2 separate regions of the Sus scrofa genome follow, and region 1 is linked to region 2. A link is a contact called in public HiChIP or PLAC-seq data. All regions are on one chromosome and are shown on one strand. Each heading gives the region's core, a stretch centred on a gene start, on an enhancer-like site or on the middle of the called end of the contact. The rest is flanking DNA. Distances are from core to core; before and after follow the strand shown. Region 1 has its middle 62 kb from the start of ARHGAP5. Region 2 overlaps AKAP6 (A-kinase anchor protein 6).

The links. HiChIP or PLAC-seq counts read pairs in DNA pulled down with a chosen protein or histone mark.
Region 1: a contact with region 2 is called in an H3K27ac HiChIP or PLAC-seq map of skeletal muscle, with 6 times the contacts expected there. The contact joins two enhancer-like sites. A contact is called at or near these places in 3 of 47 Hi-C or Micro-C datasets (adipocytes, embryonic fibroblasts and fibroblasts) and 1 of 2 datasets of contacts at active chromatin or transcription factors (skeletal muscle).

What each region holds. Positions count from the first base shown.
Region 1 is chr7:67,691,674-67,694,843 of Sscrofa11.1, reverse strand. No RefSeq gene overlaps it. Among named protein-coding and RNA genes, the nearest start is that of ARHGAP5, 62 kb to the right of the region's middle. Within about 2 kb of position 1,508, at least 38 of the 83 cell types and tissues checked have an H3K27ac peak or open chromatin away from gene starts, as enhancers often do. A contact at or near this core is called in skeletal muscle, where this site is marked.
Region 2 is chr7:67,157,785-67,161,099 of Sscrofa11.1, reverse strand. All of the region lies in intron 6 of AKAP6 (A-kinase anchor protein 6), which reads left to right. Among named protein-coding and RNA genes, the nearest start is that of AKAP6, 300 kb to the left of the region's middle. Within about 2 kb of position 1,944, at least 10 of the 83 cell types and tissues checked have an H3K27ac peak or open chromatin away from gene starts, as enhancers often do. A contact at or near this core is called in skeletal muscle, where this site is marked.

The DNA of each region.
Region 1 (3,170 bases), core at 259-2,758, 530 kb before region 2:
AAAAGACAGATTCCTTCTCTGATCAGCTTCCTTGGAACTCAGAGGGGACCCTTTCACTTGTGAAACAAGTCCATCCTTCTGTGTCCTCATGTCACCCCCAACACAGGGACAGAAGCAGTTTTTTCCATCAAATTATCCATCAGCATTTTCCACATAGGCAAGGGATCTTGGGGTACAAGCAGCTTATAGCTGAGACGTGTCTTCTGGGCAGACTCAATTATTCACGGCGCCTGGTGCAGAATTAATGCTGGTTCACTCCTCCTCCAGTAAACCGGCTGCTCTTTTGGACTCAGGCCTTGGGGTAACAGACTTTGCCAGATGACCTGACAACTTAGCCCCTTGGGGCTCTCGGAAAATAGGACCTTTTTTCTGTCTGAGTCTCAGATCCAGCCCCAGGGCATTCCTTGAGTTAGGCTGTGATTGTTCTGCAGGCACCCAATAACCTACATAGAAGGCTTGAGCCAGACCACAGATCTCAGCCGTCTGTCAGGGCTCCTCCCAGGCCCCTTCTCATCTTCCTTAAATGACCTCACACTCTTTCACCGCCCTGTCCTTCCTACACTCCAGCTCAGCCATGACTAATGGCTTATATTACGTCCATCAACACCAGCCACCCAGGAATGACCGCATGAAACACAGTGTTGACAAGGATTCTGAATTTAAGCTTCAGCTTGGTAGGAAAGAATAGCCTAGACTTGATTAGCCCTGTCTTTCTTGGGCACGGAGTGGGGTAAGGGTGTCAACACATGTGTGAGGTAGTTGCTGGCTCTGACTTTTTAAGAATTTTAAGAGCTTATTTCTCTGTCCTCACATCAAGGTTTTTTTTTTGTTTGTTTGTTTGTTTGTTTTTTAATCTTTATTCAGTTCACATATTTTCCTCTTGGATGTGCAGTGCCATTTTTTCCCCAATAAGGATAACATATTTAAAAGGAAACATTTACATTCGATCATAACTGCCCTCCTCAATACAGTGATTTTTGAGAAAGTGTACTCCTTTTGCCATTGAAGTCTGTGAAAAATCTTCCTACCAGAATTTCCCTCCTCATTCTTTGAGAAATTAGAAAAAAAGTGGGACAATATATTCCTTGGAGACAGGTACTAGAAATTTATTCACTCACTATTAAGTCTTTACTGAGTGGTTACTATGTGCCAGAACTTCTAGACACATTATGGTTAATTATGTGCCAGAATTTCTAGGCACATTTTCACTTTTGTCATCTGAAAAACACTTCATTTTTGTTATTCCCAAAATGAAAATGACATAGACTCTCTTTGCAAGAAGCTCACATTCTGACCTAGAAAAGCCATATGTTAACAGCTGAATATAAACATCACAAAGTCTTCCCACTTCTTGTAAAGGAAGCCGCCATGATGTTCCTGGAACGGGAGGACTGTGTCCACCGACTTTCATTCTCTCAAGAGGCTGAGTTGTTGAAGGAAGAGCTGACCTCCTCCATATTGTTATCTGACAGTGAGTCTCAGTTCCCAGTTCAAAGTTCCCGTGGTGTCTTTAAAATGCTCTCAGGCAGAAACTGCTGAACCAGGCTAATAAATCTGACTGAGGTAGCAACAAGCTATTTGGCAACAGTCCTCAGAACCACCCTGTTTAGCCTCCACAGATTCCTGTGTTCAGTAGTTGGCTGCCCGTCCTGGCTCCTGAATCAGCTCTGCCCTGGCCTGGAGATCTTCAGGCTCTGCCCCCTACTCCCAGTGCAACCTCATACCCCAGGGCTTCAGACCGCAGGCTTCACCCTAAAACAGCACCTGGTGCCTCCTTATGTAAAGTGCCATGGCTGACATCACTGCCCATCTTCAGTGTTGCCTTTTCAGACCAAGCCTGACTTCCCATCCCTGACCTGGCATTCCCCACATTCCATTTTTGCAAAGAGTCATCACACCAGACTGGGTCACCCATGTAGCCACTGGAGCGTGGGGGAAATGCCTGAATCAGTTTGGCGCTGTCCGGGTATTTCACATTTGCTTTCATTGTGATTCTGGGCTGAATTTCAGTGCTCATCAACATGTTTGGCAATACAGAGGCTCAGCCTTGGCCTGGAGAAGGCTGAAGCCATCTGTTCTTGTAAGTGATAGAAAGGATGCGACTGGATTAGCTAGAACCAGGATAACACAGGGAATGCTTTCTGACGACGTGACCCTGGTGGACATTTTGCTTTGTGTGTTTATACAGAGATGCATAGAACTGTGGAACACAATGGTCAGAAAACTCTGGTCAGAGACTGAGAGTGAATGAGTGGTTGCTGGGGCTGAGGAGTAGAGGATGGGGAATGGTGGCTGTGAGTACAGAGTTTGGAGAGAAGGTGATGAAAATGTTCTCAAGTTAGATCGTGGTCATAATTGCACAACCCTGTAAATATACTAAACCCCACTGCTCTATATACTTTAAAAGGGTGAATTCCATGGTTTCTGAAGTATATCTCAATAAAGCTTTTATTTAAAAAAGAAACCTATGATCATAGCAAAAAACAACCACCACCACCAGCCTGGTATACATTTAACAAACACTTGTTCAGCATCTACTCTATGCATTAGGCCTTGTCTGAAGTATGAGAGGCATTCAGAAACGAGACAAACAAGGAATTTGTAGCTCCAAGCAACCCATAGATGCAATGGAAACTCCTCCTTGCCCACGTCTAGGGCTTGCCTGGATATTGTCAGCCTAGAGCCAGGTGTAGATACCTATCCAGCCACAGTGGTCACCTTTGGACTTTCTACCAGAAAAAGACTGCCTGTCTTGACAACCCTGAAGCCCTTTCATCTCCAGGGAGTGTTTCACTGATGAGCCAGCTTATCTCACTCCTTTGTTAGTAATCACAGGAACAGAACAGTTTGTAATGAATCTTTATCTTTCCCTCTGCTTGTGGGAGTCATCCAGGCCTTTCTTCAGGGCTCTATCATCAGAGCCCAGAGATAATGCAAGAATGAGAATGCTAATCCAAGTTGTCCTCCCCAGTGGGTGCACCCCCCGCAAAGTGAAATTGCCTGGCACTTTCAAGTCCTTGGTAGGCCATCACACCCAACTTTCATCCTCACCTTGAGAGGCTAAATCCATGGAGCAGCGGTCATGCCCCTGGACACAGATGCAGCCCCCAATCTCACCTTCCTCTCTAGGTGACCATATCTGCCTTGGCAGGGACAGTATGTTATTTATG
Region 2 (3,315 bases), core at 695-3,194:
CTCTCAAGGGGTGGGTATTTTTTAAAGTTCCTTCATGCAATTCTGATGTGCTGTCAAGGTTGGGAGCTAGTGCTTTCAGGCTAATTTTGAAGGTTATTGCACAAGCTTGCACATAGCATAAAAGGGTCTGAACTGTGGCTTTGGAAGCCAACCTAAGGAAATAAAGAGACAGAGGTGGGAGATGTCATAAAGTACAAATTTTGTAGGATTTTAAGACTAAGAGAGTGGAGGAAGGGGTCACAAGAGTTAAGATTTCAAGCTTAGGCTTGTGGGGCTAGGAAGTGTAAGGACTTTTAATAAATGGTTCCAAAGGACATGTGAAATTGAGATGTACAATGGATGAACAGGACAGAGGTAAATGTTATCTTATATGCAAATTATGTGGATAAATCCAAGTCGAGAATCCTAAATTAACATATAACATTTTTTTAAAAAAAAAAAGCTAAGAAAAAAGGATGATATTCTTTTGTGTATATTTTATTTGTTGCAATGGCCAGCAAAAACCTGTGAGTTAACATTACTAATGGATTTGTTGAGACAGTATGTCAAGGTCATTGCTCAAGGTTGTAGGAGAAGAACCACAGGGAGCCTAAGCAGATTGCTTCCTGGTTAACGCAGTAGGAATATTTCAGTCCTGCGTCAGTTTGGTTTCTGCAGAAATGTCTGGGTCTTAAGGCTTTATCAATGATGATGTAGCACCACCGTGCGGCTACTGCTAGTCACTGCATCTGGATTTTAGCTTCTGAAATGTATAATTCAGGTGCAGTTTTTTGTTTGGAGTTTTAGACATTAAGATGAAAATAGTTCTTTGCTATTTTCTTGGCATGAAAAAGCTATGATTAAATTACATTTTGTTGGCGTTCCCGTTGTGGTTCAGTGTTAACGAACCCAACTAGTATCCATGAGGATTGAGGGTTCAATCCCTGGCCTCGCTCAGTGGGTTAAGGATCTGGCATTGCTGCAGGGCAGCATAGGTTACAGATACAGCTTGGATAGGTGTTAGATGTGGCTGTGTTGTAGGCTGGCAGCTGCAGCTTCGATTCAACCCCTAGCCCGGGAACTTCCACATGCACAAGTGTGGCTGTAAAGAGAAAAACAAACAATAACAACAAACAAACTCTTGGCATTAATTACCACTTACAACATGTCAGGCAAGATGCTAATACGTTTATTTATATAACATATCATAGCATTTAATTCGCAAGGAAAAATCCCTCTTTGATGAAGACACTTGTTATATCCCCATTTTACCAATGAGGACAGAGATACATAGAGAAGTCAGTAATTTACTTAAGGGTATGAAACTTAAAGGCAGGAGCTCTGGGCTCAATTCACAGCCCTCCACTTTTAAATTATGAAAAACTGAATAAGTCGCAAAAATTTACTGTTTAAATCTCCTAGTCTTTAAAATGGGATATTAATTATATTTGTCACACCACTGCACAGATTATTATAATCACAAAGAGCAAAAGGTCATTATAAACTCCAAAGGCTACATAAATACTAGTTTTATCATTATTGTGACATTTCCTATGAATTCAGGAAATTAGCATCAACAATAGTAGAACTAGAATAAGCATCTTAATTCTGCACCTCTGTAGCATTGTGACCTTGGAAAGAGACGTAACTTCCCAAGCCTCAGTTTCGAAAAATAAACATTCGGAAATAATTGAATTGGGTGACCTCTAAGATACCTCTCAGTTCTGAAATTTTATGAGACAAAGAGGCAAAACTAAGGGATGCAGCTACTTCTCCATAAAAGATTCACTGGAATATATCCCTTCAACATGGAATTTCTTTCTGTTCCATGGAATTCTGGGTGAATTCCCCTTAGAAGACCCTAATGGTAAGCGAGTGTGAGGCTGTGACGTTCATGAGCCTGGCGCTCTGAACCTCTTCATGCCTCATTCCCAGCACTGAAAGATGAGAAGGGCCAGACATCCTAGAGGAATTTGGGGCCTGGCCAGAGTGTGTAAGATGCCAAGAGACCTGGGACAATGGTGACAGTAAACAAGTGAGTAACCCAGTAAGAATTAACTATGGATTAACCTGAATTTATAGCAAATAAGGTCAGCTAAATGAAGGAAACTGGAAACATTCATTTTGGCAGGTTGGCTGTTGTGATGTCTTAAAGTTAACTGTCAGCACTGCTGTTTGTGCTCTGTTCAGACAGCATGAGGGCAAATCGCTCCGAGAGTGTGGAACGTGTCAGGGTCACTCATGATGTCAGATCATGTCTTCAGCCACCTTCGCAACCCCCACCTGAAGTGGTTAATGCCACCCATATAAAGATGATTGGCCTGAGATTTGCATGGTGAATAAGCAACTTTACCCGAGAAAGGTGCTGCCTGTCAGCTCAGGCCCAGGAGCTTTCCATTTTTCAGACTGATGGGGTTCTGTGCATTTGTCACCTAGGTTGCCTTGCCCGTTTCCTCTCTTGCAAAAATAGGGTTAAAAGTAGAGGTCTTTTTGACGATTAAATGTGTTAAAATGTGTAAAGAGCTCAGAATAGTACCTGGAATGTGCTAAGCATTCGGTAAATGTTATCTCCTATGATCGTTATTGTTGTTATTACTACTCTGGGAGGGGAGGGGTCCGGCCTTAGCAGCTCTTTGCATGTAGATGGCTTTGGCCTTTAGGGATCAAATGCCATCACCCGGTTTTCTCCTCTTATCTTCAGCCTTCTTGGTCATTATGAAGCTTCAGCCTCCTACCCAACCCCACCCACAATGGTTAAGGCCACCACTCCTCCTTCCTAGGACCGGTGGCAGTCTCCCTAGATTCCTGCACCCCTCTTCTCTGTGAGACCCTGGGCCTTCTGCCTTGATGGATGAATCTTACGCCGTATTACAGATAATTCTCCTCTAATTGGCCCAATAATTTTAGTTAATGCACTTCTCTGACACCTTAGGAAGTTTATGCAGGGAAATTTATGCTATGAATGTGTGTTCAGATAAATACAAACAACCTTCTAGTTTATAATATTGTCACACAGCAACCTTATAAATATTACATATTTATTTATAATTTGTATTTATACATATTTATAATATTTATTTATAATTATGTACTTATAAATAATAATTCCCGCAGCACTCTTTAACCAGAGGGAAGGTCATTACACTGTATTATGGGAGGAAAACCCACAGGTTTAGAACTATCCCTCAGACCCCTGGCTGCTAAAGATGGAAAAAGTGAGAAAATGTGTTGGTAGCACTAGGTTGGGGTGATTGGCTGGGAGAAGAGTGTTAAGCTGGATCTTGTAGGATAGCTCTGGGGAGAGTGGGTAGGAAACATTGGGAAGATGTGAGGAAG